2 separate regions of the Camelus bactrianus genome follow, and region 2 is linked to region 1. Evidence: chromatin contacts called from public Hi-C data. All regions are on one chromosome and are shown on one strand. Each heading gives the region's core, a stretch centred on a gene start, on an enhancer-like site or on the middle of the called end of the contact. The rest is flanking DNA. Distances are from core to core; before and after follow the strand shown. Region 1 holds the start of SEC23IP (SEC23 interacting protein). Region 2 holds the start of TIAL1 (TIA1 cytotoxic granule associated RNA binding protein like 1).

Region 1 (5,437 bases), core at 1,177-3,676:
CACCCCCACCCCACAGGAGGAACTACAAACTCCTCAGTATGGTATATGAGGCCCTTCGTGATCTGGTCCCCACTGACCGCTTGAGCCACTCCCCTGTACTTGCTTTAGCCACGCTGATCTGGGATAAGGCAAGGAATGGGGCAAGAGAGAAGGAGCAGAGGAAGGAGAGAGAGAAAAAGTGAACACCTACCACCAAATCCCACCAAATCTGCAGGTTTTCTCACACCTCCAGACTCTTACACACGCCTATCTGCCCAGACTCCCTAACTGCTTTGTACCCTTCAACACCCAGCTCACAAATCACCTCCTCTGTGAAGCCCTGAAGGCCTATGAGATGTCCTCTCCCTGGTCAGCCAGCCTGACACCCACAGCTCTCACAGCAGCATATCGATCCCTCTTTCAAGCCATCAAAAACCTGCATCACAATAACTTACACAGCTGGGTACAGTGTGTCTGTACATACTACGCAGTCACCAAGGGCAATGCTGTCTGCTCTTCTGTGTCTCCCTGACATCTGGAACAGAGCCTGGCAAACAGAAGCTGCCCAATCCATGTTTGCTGAATGAATGAAAACTGCTTCCTATGTGTCTCTTTCACTAATGTGTGTCCAATTGCTTCCAATGTGACAGGTCCTTTTGTCTTTGGAAATTCTCTAAACAGGTTTCTAATGATCAAATCTTTTTCAGAGGTGGGAAAATATTTGATCCAGAATTTTAGCCCTAAAAACTATTAATTTTCTTATTAAATAACCTATCTCTAAGAAACCTGTCTCCAAGGCAAATTATCCTGTACTTGAACATGAAAATGTTTAGCATTAATTGATAGTGACACACACAAACAAAATACTATTCAGCAAGGAAGATGGGCATGAGCCAAACATTTGTGAAACAGAGGATGATATGAAAATCCCATGTACGGCTTTATTTATTCCTGCACCCTCCCAGAACATTCTGCTCCAGCCATGCTAGTCCTCCACCAAAATGGCAATGCCTCACCTTTCAGACACACTCTCAAAACAAGACATACATATTCCTGACTCCCATCCTTTTATCTGTTCAACAAGTCTCTACTGAAAAACTGGTCTACAGCATACTAAGCACTGTTCTACATATAAGTTCCTGCTCTAAGGGAGCTTACATTCTAATGGGAAAAAATGTGCACATGTCAGATGGTGAAAAGCACCAAGAAGAAACATAACACTAACGAGGGGGAACTTTCATGTATAGCTGCCTTCTGCTTGTCCTTCTTCACTTTCTGAAACTTTCCTTAGTCCTCCAAGCTAGAATAATTATTCAATGGAAAAATATTCAGCATTTACTGAGGATCTATGTGTTAGACACTAAACAAGATCCTAGAAATAAAAAAGTAAATAAGTCATACGTCAAGTTGCCCACAGTTGCAAACGTCAAGAAGCCCACGGTCCAAAGAAGCAGATATGTTTATTTCACAAACATTTATATCCAGACCCTATATTCAGTGCTTTACAAGAATCAATTGTCTTCTCATTACAGCCCGATGAGGCTGTATATATATATATATGGAAAATGAAGCACAGAGAGGTAAAGTAACATGCTTGAAGTCGCACAGTAACTTATTTGCTGGGCTAAGGCTGGAAAAAGTTCTGCGCTCCTAAACACCAGCCAGGTTATGCCACATAATCTTTAAAATGCAATCTCCCTAGACTGTAATAAAGATATGAACAAAGAGCTAGGGTGCACATAGGAGTCGGGTCCTAAGAACAAGCAAGAGCTCCTTAGAGAAATGATGCACTGCCTTGAAAGATGAGGACCGTATTCTGTACTTAACTCTTGCAACTGTTACGTGTCTATCCTAGGAGATACCCTACTGTATCCTAGGAGAGGCAGCACTAATTTATTTGCATCCCCTGAAAGCACCTGGCACACCTGTAGGTGTTAAACAAAAATTTGTGAAATGCCAATACAGGAGTGGCCAGCAATCGGAACAGAGTTCCTTCGACGAAGAGCCTGGCCCCTGCCCCCAAGATCCCAAAGTCCCCAGGCCACTCAAACTTGGCCACTGATGGCCCTAGCAAGCTACCAAGAGGGTCGGATCCAGGCAGAAGACAGGCCTCCCGTCCGACCCTCATCACCCCACGCCCCCCGCCCGCCTCCCTGCACACACTTGCCCCACCGGACTCCCCTCTCTTTACTACCTCCGGGCAAGAGCAGGGAGGTCGAGGCAGCGGCGGCTTGGGTGACCGGAATAAAGGGCACGTTGAAACTGAGCTCCGTGGCCGAGGACGAGAACAGTAAGTTAGTGCCCGAAGAGGAGGTGGAGGCGGCGCCGCCGCCACCGTTAGGCTTCCTCTCAGCCATGGCTGCGTCCCACCGTCCGTTACACGTCTCCGGCTGGCCGGAGAGGCACCACTGGCCGGAAGCCGATCACATTCGGGGCCAACACACTTCCGCACTTGCGCACAAGGGCCGGAACTCCGGGTGGCTGGTCAGCAGCCCAATCCTTTCCCCTAGGGGGCCGCCAGAAATCAAAATGGCGGCGCAGGCTTCACTCCCGGGTCCTAGCACGTGACAGCCTCCGCCAATGCTCGGGCGCGGCTGGAAGCGGAGGCCGAGGCTGGGGTTGGAGAGCAGGAGAGGAAACGCTGCGGGTTGTGTGAATCAAGTATGAATTGACGCTGAAAGTCTCGGATTGCTCAGGGCGTTCCGGGCTTCTGAAAGTACCAACAGGAACGTTTAACTGGATAAGATTTTGGAGAAATAGCGGAAGCCCGCAGGCGTAGGTAGCAGAGTGCTGTGCGCAGAGGGGAGAAATGTGAGGGCCATTTGTAGCCAAGGTCTAGCCAAACTCACTCCAGCAACCACTTTTAACCCGCCCACGTGTCTTTCTGGACTGAACTGAACTCTTGTCATTGGCCCAGAAATAGAAATGGTAAAACTTTTTAAATTTTTAAGCCAAAGGAAAGGGAAAAAATTTTACGAGAGAAACCAGAGAATTGACATTTAGGTGTGTGACCTTTTTAGATAGCTTTCTATACTTGTCTACAATAATCTGATTTAATCCCAAAATGCACTGTGGATAATTTGGATGTAATTGGCATCTTTCATATAGTTAAAAATTACGAAAGAAAATAAGTAACTTCTTGGAGGGTAGGAGAGGGGGGATAGAAGAAACCCTAAAAGAAGCTTTGAAACAATGAAACTACCCTCTCTCCCAGCTGTTCACACCTATATAGTACCTGTTTATTAACTAATTCAATGACTAGTGTGCTTACTGTCAAAGAAAATGAAAGCCAGGCACTAGTTTAAAGCAGTAAGGATAGATTTTATTCAGTAATAACTATTGCATTAAGGAAGTGGGTACATCATGAACTGCACTAAACTGAACTTCCCCGAAAGGCTGGAGACTTTAAAGACGGGTGTGCTAAGGCAAAGGCACTGAAGGGTGCAAAGGGGTATTGGTCCATGTGACTAGGCCACCCAGGTTTGTTAATTTTGTTAACTGGCACTTATATGTAGGAGAAATAGACTTCTCACATCTTTATGGCAGGCAGTGGTACAACTTAGAGCAAGGTACCCACCAGGCTGGGAGGATACAATTCTCAGGTCCTTGAGAAGACAGTTTTGGGTGACAGAAGACTTATATCTCAAAGTGGCAGAGAAAGGATTTATAATTGCAAGATTTCTAAAGTAACTGCTTTAAAGGAGGTTCAGCAGCCTGTATGCCTATACCTGTTTTGGGTTGGAACAAACAGTAAATTCCTGGCAGTGTTGAGCTTTCTCAGGCAGGCATTTTAAGGGAGACAGGGTTCATCCTGGGGACATGGCCTTAAGCTACTAGTAGCCATGCTACAGTCTGGTTAAGAAGTCTTTGTCATTATTATGGGTGGTCAAGGCAGTATACAAAACACTAGGGGTACCGTGGTATATGAAATAGACACAGGACCCTTCCTTCTTGAGTTTACACTCTGGTCAGGAGGACAGACAACTAAACATATAATAACAATAAACTAAAGTGTGTTGAAAGTTATAATGTAGAATATCCCGAAGTGTGTTATGTGGAATATTGACACTATTAGGAGAGGGAGGTATAACACATCTAGGGGAGGGATAGCAAGTACTTAGAATGATCAGACCATCAACCAAGGACCTACCAAGTCTGGAGTAACATGAAAGACTTTCCTGAAGAAGAAAAGTAAAAGTTGAGACCTGAAAGCCAGTAAGTAGAAGTTAACTGGAAAAACTTGGCAGAAAGGGGGTTGGAGGAAGTGGTGAGAGACAGTTACAGATAAGTTTACTACAGTATGTAGGGAAACCTTAAGATGTGACTTTTGGGCATTAAAAGAAACAGGTTACAACATGGCTGGAGCCCAGGGAGCAACTGGGAGAAAGTTGGGAGATAAGAATGGAAATTAGACCAAGGCCAGATGATGCAGGGTCCTTACAAATTAAGAGCAAAAGGGACTCAAAGAAGGGTCTAAAGGAGGGTAGAGGAATAATAACGTTGTTCTGTAGAAACGCTCACTCCGACTTCAGTGTAATAAAATAGATAAGGAAAGAGCAAGCCTTGGAAGTGGAAAGAACAGTTGGCAAGCTGCTGCAGTGGACCAGCTGAGCAATGATGGTGGCTCAAATTAGAGCAACTGCAGTAGGAATGAACAGAAATAGGAATAATTACCAGGGAAAGATGTCAGATTGAACAGCTGTATCTTCATTTTCTTCTTCCTGAAACTCCGTTGAAAACACAAATGGGTTTGTTTGATATTTTTAGGCATAGATTCATGAGGATGAGGAGAAGGGGAGAAGATTTGACAGCAATAAGATATTGCAAGGCACCAAAAAATAGACAATCAGTAGATGATTTAGCAAACCAGTAATGGGGAAAGCTCAAATGCAGCATTATTTGCACCAGAGTATCACCAAAAGGTCTAGGACCTGATAATCTTAGACACCTCTGGAAATGGTGGCAAAGCTGAAGAAAGAGGTCCTATAATTAGGAGGATTGGTTAAAACTCTTTAAGTCAGGTTCCCTCCCCCACTCTCAGTAAGTAGACTACTGATCATCCCCCTTCAAGGAAAAAGACTTAAGTTTTCCCTTCTGGAGAAGGTAAAACAGAAGGAAAATTAAGCAAGTATGTATATACTGAGTAATCAAACAATTTCTCCACTTAGCTCCAAAACACTAACTGCCAGTTCTTCTACCTCTAGGTAGGCAATTATAAGAATCTTCTTCAGGTCATGGGAACAGAAGATCTCAAGATAATGAAATCAGGGTTCCCCAATAAGACACCCCAGCCACATCACTCCCTTATTGATCTCACAATCAACAAACCCCAAAACACACCTTGCACTAGCCCTAGTACCTCTTCTTTGCCGCTGTTTTGGACCTCCAGCCTCAACTCAGCTTAAAAAGAACCTCAAATGCTCCTGCTCCACTGGTGGCTCCTGCACCTGCTGTAGCT
Region 2 (5,057 bases), core at 60-2,559, 220 kb after region 1:
CCCTACTCCTCCTTACTCCAAACCCATACATTTTAACCATGGATCCGTGCTCTTTTGCTGTTCCCAGTGACTCATGGGGCTCAACTTCCTCGTCATGGCCTCTACTAAGCCTTCCTGGTCGAAATCCGACCACCACCCCCACCCCCCTCCAGTTATTGCCCTCACAACACTTTTGCTGCATTCCCCTTACAGGATTAAGATTCAGGGGCGGTGTTTGTAGAACCAATTCGCAAGGTACTGGTTAACTGGGACCCATAAGCCCCGGCAACAGGCTGAAAAATCTTTTCTCACCCTCAGCCTTCACTGAGCTACAAAAGCAGGTACAAACTCAATCAAGTTCTCCTAAAGGTGCTTAGAGGGGGCGGTTAAAGCGCACCGTGAACTCTTGCGGGTGAAAAAACAAATTCTACAAGGTCTTAAGGAGCCAGTTTGAACATGGTTTCCCATATGTCCGAGCAAGACTTCATTCTCCGTCTCTACGATGGAAGTCTATAAACACAACCTTAAGTCTCTACACGTCTCTCTTCCCGAAATATTTTTCATTCTAATAACTAAATAATAGTGTAGGAGGGCATCATCACCTCCCTTACACTGACTGGTAAAGGGCTGCTCTTCTAATCCCCTTATCCGATGAGACAACGGATGGGGAAACCTTTGAAACTTGTAAAGCAATCTACAAGCAGCCTACCTAGGATAGAATACCTATCTGCGGGAAAACGTGCCCAAAGGACGCGGTCGGCCGTTGGAAAGCCGGAGGACCCCGGCGAGCGCATCTTCAGCTCAGCGCCAGCCCGAGGGCCGCCCCAGAACCTCCGCCTGTCGCGCGGGGCGGCGGTTGATGACCGTGGCCGGGCCGTTTTGTCTTATAGAGGACGGCCAGAAAGGCCTGCTGACTCGAACACCACGCGGAGCCAGAGCCCTGCCTTAGCCGCAGTTGAAGAAACCGCTCTCGGGCTGGACGGAGGCGGAGCAGCAGCTCAGGCTGAGCCAACCGAAGTGCTGTAAAAATGCCTGGAGCAATCCTAGGACAGCCCCCAGCGCGAGGCACTCTGGGACTTGTAGTCTACTTTCCCGACAGAGCTTTTTCCAACCTCGTTTCCCCGCCTTTTAACGTCGCGTTTATTCTCCCTCTCCCGTCCCAGCATGCCGACTTCCTGGTCGCTGCACGTCTCACGTACGACTACACTACCCAGAAGTCTCTTCTTCGCGTCCCTGCCTGGCGAGGGCGCCGGCCGTCTCCTTTGGACTACAATTCCCAGAAGTCCTCTGGGGGAAGTGCTTCCCTCTCTCATTTCCAGGACCACAATTCCCAGAGACTTCAGCTGCGCGGCGGTTCTCTTTTTACTCGATCTCTTCTTGAGCTGGCCAGGCTTCGCCAGCCAGCCGGCACACAGCGACGACGTGATCCGTCGTGACTGGTCACAGGGTTTCCTCAGCGGTCCGTTTTCCTCCCCACTCAGTTATTCCCTTTTCAGGCCGTCGCGGCTGGCCTGAGCGGTGACCTGGCGGGCCGCGCCTGCGCTCTGCCCCGTTTCCTGCCTGGCTGGTGGCGGCGGCCATTTTGTTCATCCTCCTCCTCCTCCTCCTGCTCCTCCCGGTTGGAGCGCAGTGTCCGGAGCGGGCTGGGGGGAGAGAGCCCGCGAGCAGGGTTCGGTGCCTTTTCCTCTGTCCCCAGCCGGTGCCCGGAGCCCCCCTCCCCTTCCTCCCCACCCCCTCCCCTCCCCAGCCCTGCCCTCCCCCTTGTCCCGGGATCGCTCCGTCGCACCCACCATGATGGAAGACGACGGGCAGCCCCGGACTCTGTGAGTACCGAGACGGGGGGGGTGCCAGGCGCCGAGAGGCCCGGGCATCGCGGGACGCTGTGGGAGGGAGCAGGAGAGCGAGGTCGAAGCCGGGGCTCTTGTCGGTTCCCTGGTCTGGGTGGCACGGACGCGAAGTGCATTCCTCATCTGTCCCTTTTTCCTTGGGAAGGAAGCCCTCCCTTCCCCCAAACACAGTCACTTCCTGGGGTCCGGGGCTTGTTTCGACCTTTTTCTCTCGCTCCCTTGTTTGCACCCCCTTGCTAAGCCGCGTTTCCCCACGGCAGAGGCTGTCAGGCCTTGGAGAGCTCCTCCTCCCCCTCTGCTTTTGGGGCCCTGGGCTGGGCCGGGAGCTGGCGGTCCCCATAGGGGCTGGGCCTGGTGGGGGTGGGACTGGGGGTGGGACCGCAGTCACATCCCTTGCGGGCCGCGAGAAATTAGCACTCACGCCCTCCACGTCCCCAGCTCCAGTCGCTCCCGGCTCTTCCAAGATAAGCTCTCCCAGGAAGCCGGACACTCTCCGCCACTCAAGCCCCTACTCTCTCTGTCCCACGTGCCCCCGCCCACGCTGTCAGAAAACACTCGCCTAGCGCCCGCTACTTTTGAAGTGCAAAAGGGATGCCTCTTGCGGCGGGAGCATCTTTCCCTTCTTGGATGACGAAGTTTGGTTTGAGCGCTATCTACGCTAAACTGACAACTAGTTGTTTAAGTGCTTTTGCTCTGTTAGTGTTATCTCCTCCTATTCTGTTTGTGCGTCAAGACCTTCAGAGTTGGATAAAATGATGTTTTTATCAGCTATTCGATGTACATCTTTTGAGCGCTTTTTCTTCCATCTTGCTGTATTGCTCTTTACCCTGAAGCCCAATGTAATGAATGAATTTCATCTTCCAGCTGCTTATTCGAGTTTCCTTCCTTTCCTAATGAAGAGTGATGATTCAGCATTTGCATTCCTTTCCAAATAGTGTAGCACTCCTTTTTTTTTCCTCCTGATTTTTTTAAGTGTGAGTAATTTTAATTAAATGTTTAAGTTGGGCACCTTGCATTTTCCTAGCCTCTTGAAGCTCAGCACACCTGCCTCGAGTACAAGGAGGCAGTCAGATTGTTGCTTTGTTTTCTGTTGCCCCTGCCTGGTATTGATATGATCATAGTTCACTTGGCTCTGCAATCTGATGGGGAAATTACTTTTTGGGGAATAAATGAAAGTGAATGGGTACTCAGGAAGTTTGACTCGTTTCTCATCTCTTTACTCCTATCAAAGAAAGTTTGCTCTGTAAAGAAGATAGATACCTATGTTAAATATTGATACAAGTTTGGGTTTTTGTTTTCTTGGTGGGGCAGGGTTGCACTTTTTAATTCCTATTTCTCTAGTATCTCACTAGAGTATCTGCTATCCTGTTTTGAGTATTTGAGTCCAACTTAAGCACATCAACTGCTTGAATAAAAACCCTGCTTAGAAGTTTTGCAGTTATGCTTTGTGCAGTCTTCCATTTCTACTCTCTTTTCCAGAAAAGAGAGAACTGGGACAAACTTGAAATTTGTCCTCTAACATCTGTTGAAGCCAAGAATGGGTAGTTAGCAACCTGGTTTTTGATGGAAGAATTTGGGAAAGCTGGATTTAGAGCCTAGCTAGCATGTATTTAAAAAAGATAAAAGTTATATTGTATTTAAAAATCTGAAATGTCATCATTGCATCATAGTAGCTACTGAATAATTGGTAAATTTTTATGGCACGTTTCTTATTATCTGTCTATTCCTTATGAAGAAGAATTCCTGGTTTTTGTTGTGCTATTTCATTATCTTTAATTCATATAACTATCTTTGCATCTGCCTTGTCTTCATCTCCATCAGACCTTGGACCATAAACTAATAAGCTAACTTCTTTGCCACTTATTTTTTTATCTCTACCTTCTCTAGTCTCCTGTTCTTTGAGACTTAAGTTGTCTATGTTTGCAGTTGTCTAAAAATGTGACGTGTGTGCATATAAATAAAGAAACATCTTGAGCTTCATTGTACCTGTATGTCAGTCCATGTTTACTGTTCTGTCTTCCTTTTTCCTCCTCCTGCTCTTCTCCATGGGAAGGGTTTTTTTTTAGACAAGGACTGCTGCATCTTCCTAGGTCTTACCCCTGCAGCACTTAGGTCACTGCCTGGAACGTAAGAGGTACTCAAATATTTTACAATGATTATAAATTCTTTTCATTAAATTAGCATTAAGTCTGTTTTTTAAAAAGTCCTGTATGATTTAAATTATAAGCAGATATGACTGTCATATGTGGTGCAGTCTGTTGATATTTATATATTTTTTTAAACCTTCAAGTGTAAAATTTTGACATAAAAGCAAATGTTTCACAATTGGGTTTTGTCAGACTTTAATAAAAATAATGCATAATTTAAAAATTCATTTTATGAGTTTTTTCTCAAAGGGTTCTTTTAGATACAAGTAACATGATGAAAACTTTGAAGGTGACTTTAGAGGTTGATATCTAGGGTTTTTGTTTATTTATGGAGATACTTTTATTTTACATTGTGATCTGTGGATTAGGCTTTTAAGTGACTAGTATGTTTTAAAAGAATGTACTCTTAACAAAGCTTATTTTGAACTGTTTCCTTAAAATGCCTGTGTGTTACTAGTGAGGTTTTTTTCCTGCAGACACACACAAGCTAAGACATATGGTTCTATCATCAGAAAACAATATGGTGTTTATAGCCTAGGTAGGTCTTTAAATATTCATTACCTACAGTATTACTAATTTATTTGATGGTATTTAAGTAGTATAGATTTGCTTTGATGTTGAGCCTTAAGTTTGTCCTATAGTTGCTTTGAAGTTCTGTTTTCTGATGTTTTTTGTTCTCGTTTGACATTTTGCTGTGGGGGGTGGTGGTAATATATATTAAGTAACTTGAGATCTTAAAAAAACCAAATGAGATCATGGTGTGTAACGCTGGTGTCACTGGTGGACTACCTGCCACCACTACCTTGTAGGACCCACGTTACAGATTTGTGTGGCAGGTAGCTTTGACTGCAGTGATTTGGTCCATGGTATACCTGAACCTGAGCCTGCTAAACAGCATTAACCTGTAATGGTGTCCTGTGGTAATTTAATTTATTTCCTTCATCTGTTCAGTGCACCGAAATGAGGAATTGTGGATCTGGGATTATACCATGTTATGCAGTGCTGTCTTTAAGGCTGTTTTCTTCCTGATAGGTACTCAGTCAAAAGGAGAAAATAAACCATGGATTTTGAGTATAATCTGAAT

Evidence for each region. Hi-C and Micro-C count contacts between places; a contact is called where the count stands out from the background.
Region 2: a Hi-C map of liver shows a contact between it and region 1, with 6 times the contacts expected there. The contact joins the promoter of TIAL1 here to the promoter of SEC23IP in region 1. A contact is called at or near these places in 2 of 2 Hi-C or Micro-C datasets (blood and liver).

The regions. Positions count from the first base shown.
Region 1 is chr11:26,630,272-26,635,708 of ASM4877302v1, forward strand. It overlaps SEC23IP (SEC23 interacting protein), which reads right to left and starts at 2,427. Exons shown (of 19, transcript XM_045506545.2): 1 at 2,174-2,427. The coding sequence starts at 2,336.
Region 2 is chr11:26,855,644-26,860,700 of ASM4877302v1, forward strand. TIAL1 (TIA1 cytotoxic granule associated RNA binding protein like 1) reads left to right here and starts at 1,310. Exons shown (of 12, transcript XM_074373541.1): 1 at 1,310-1,802. The coding sequence starts at 1,771.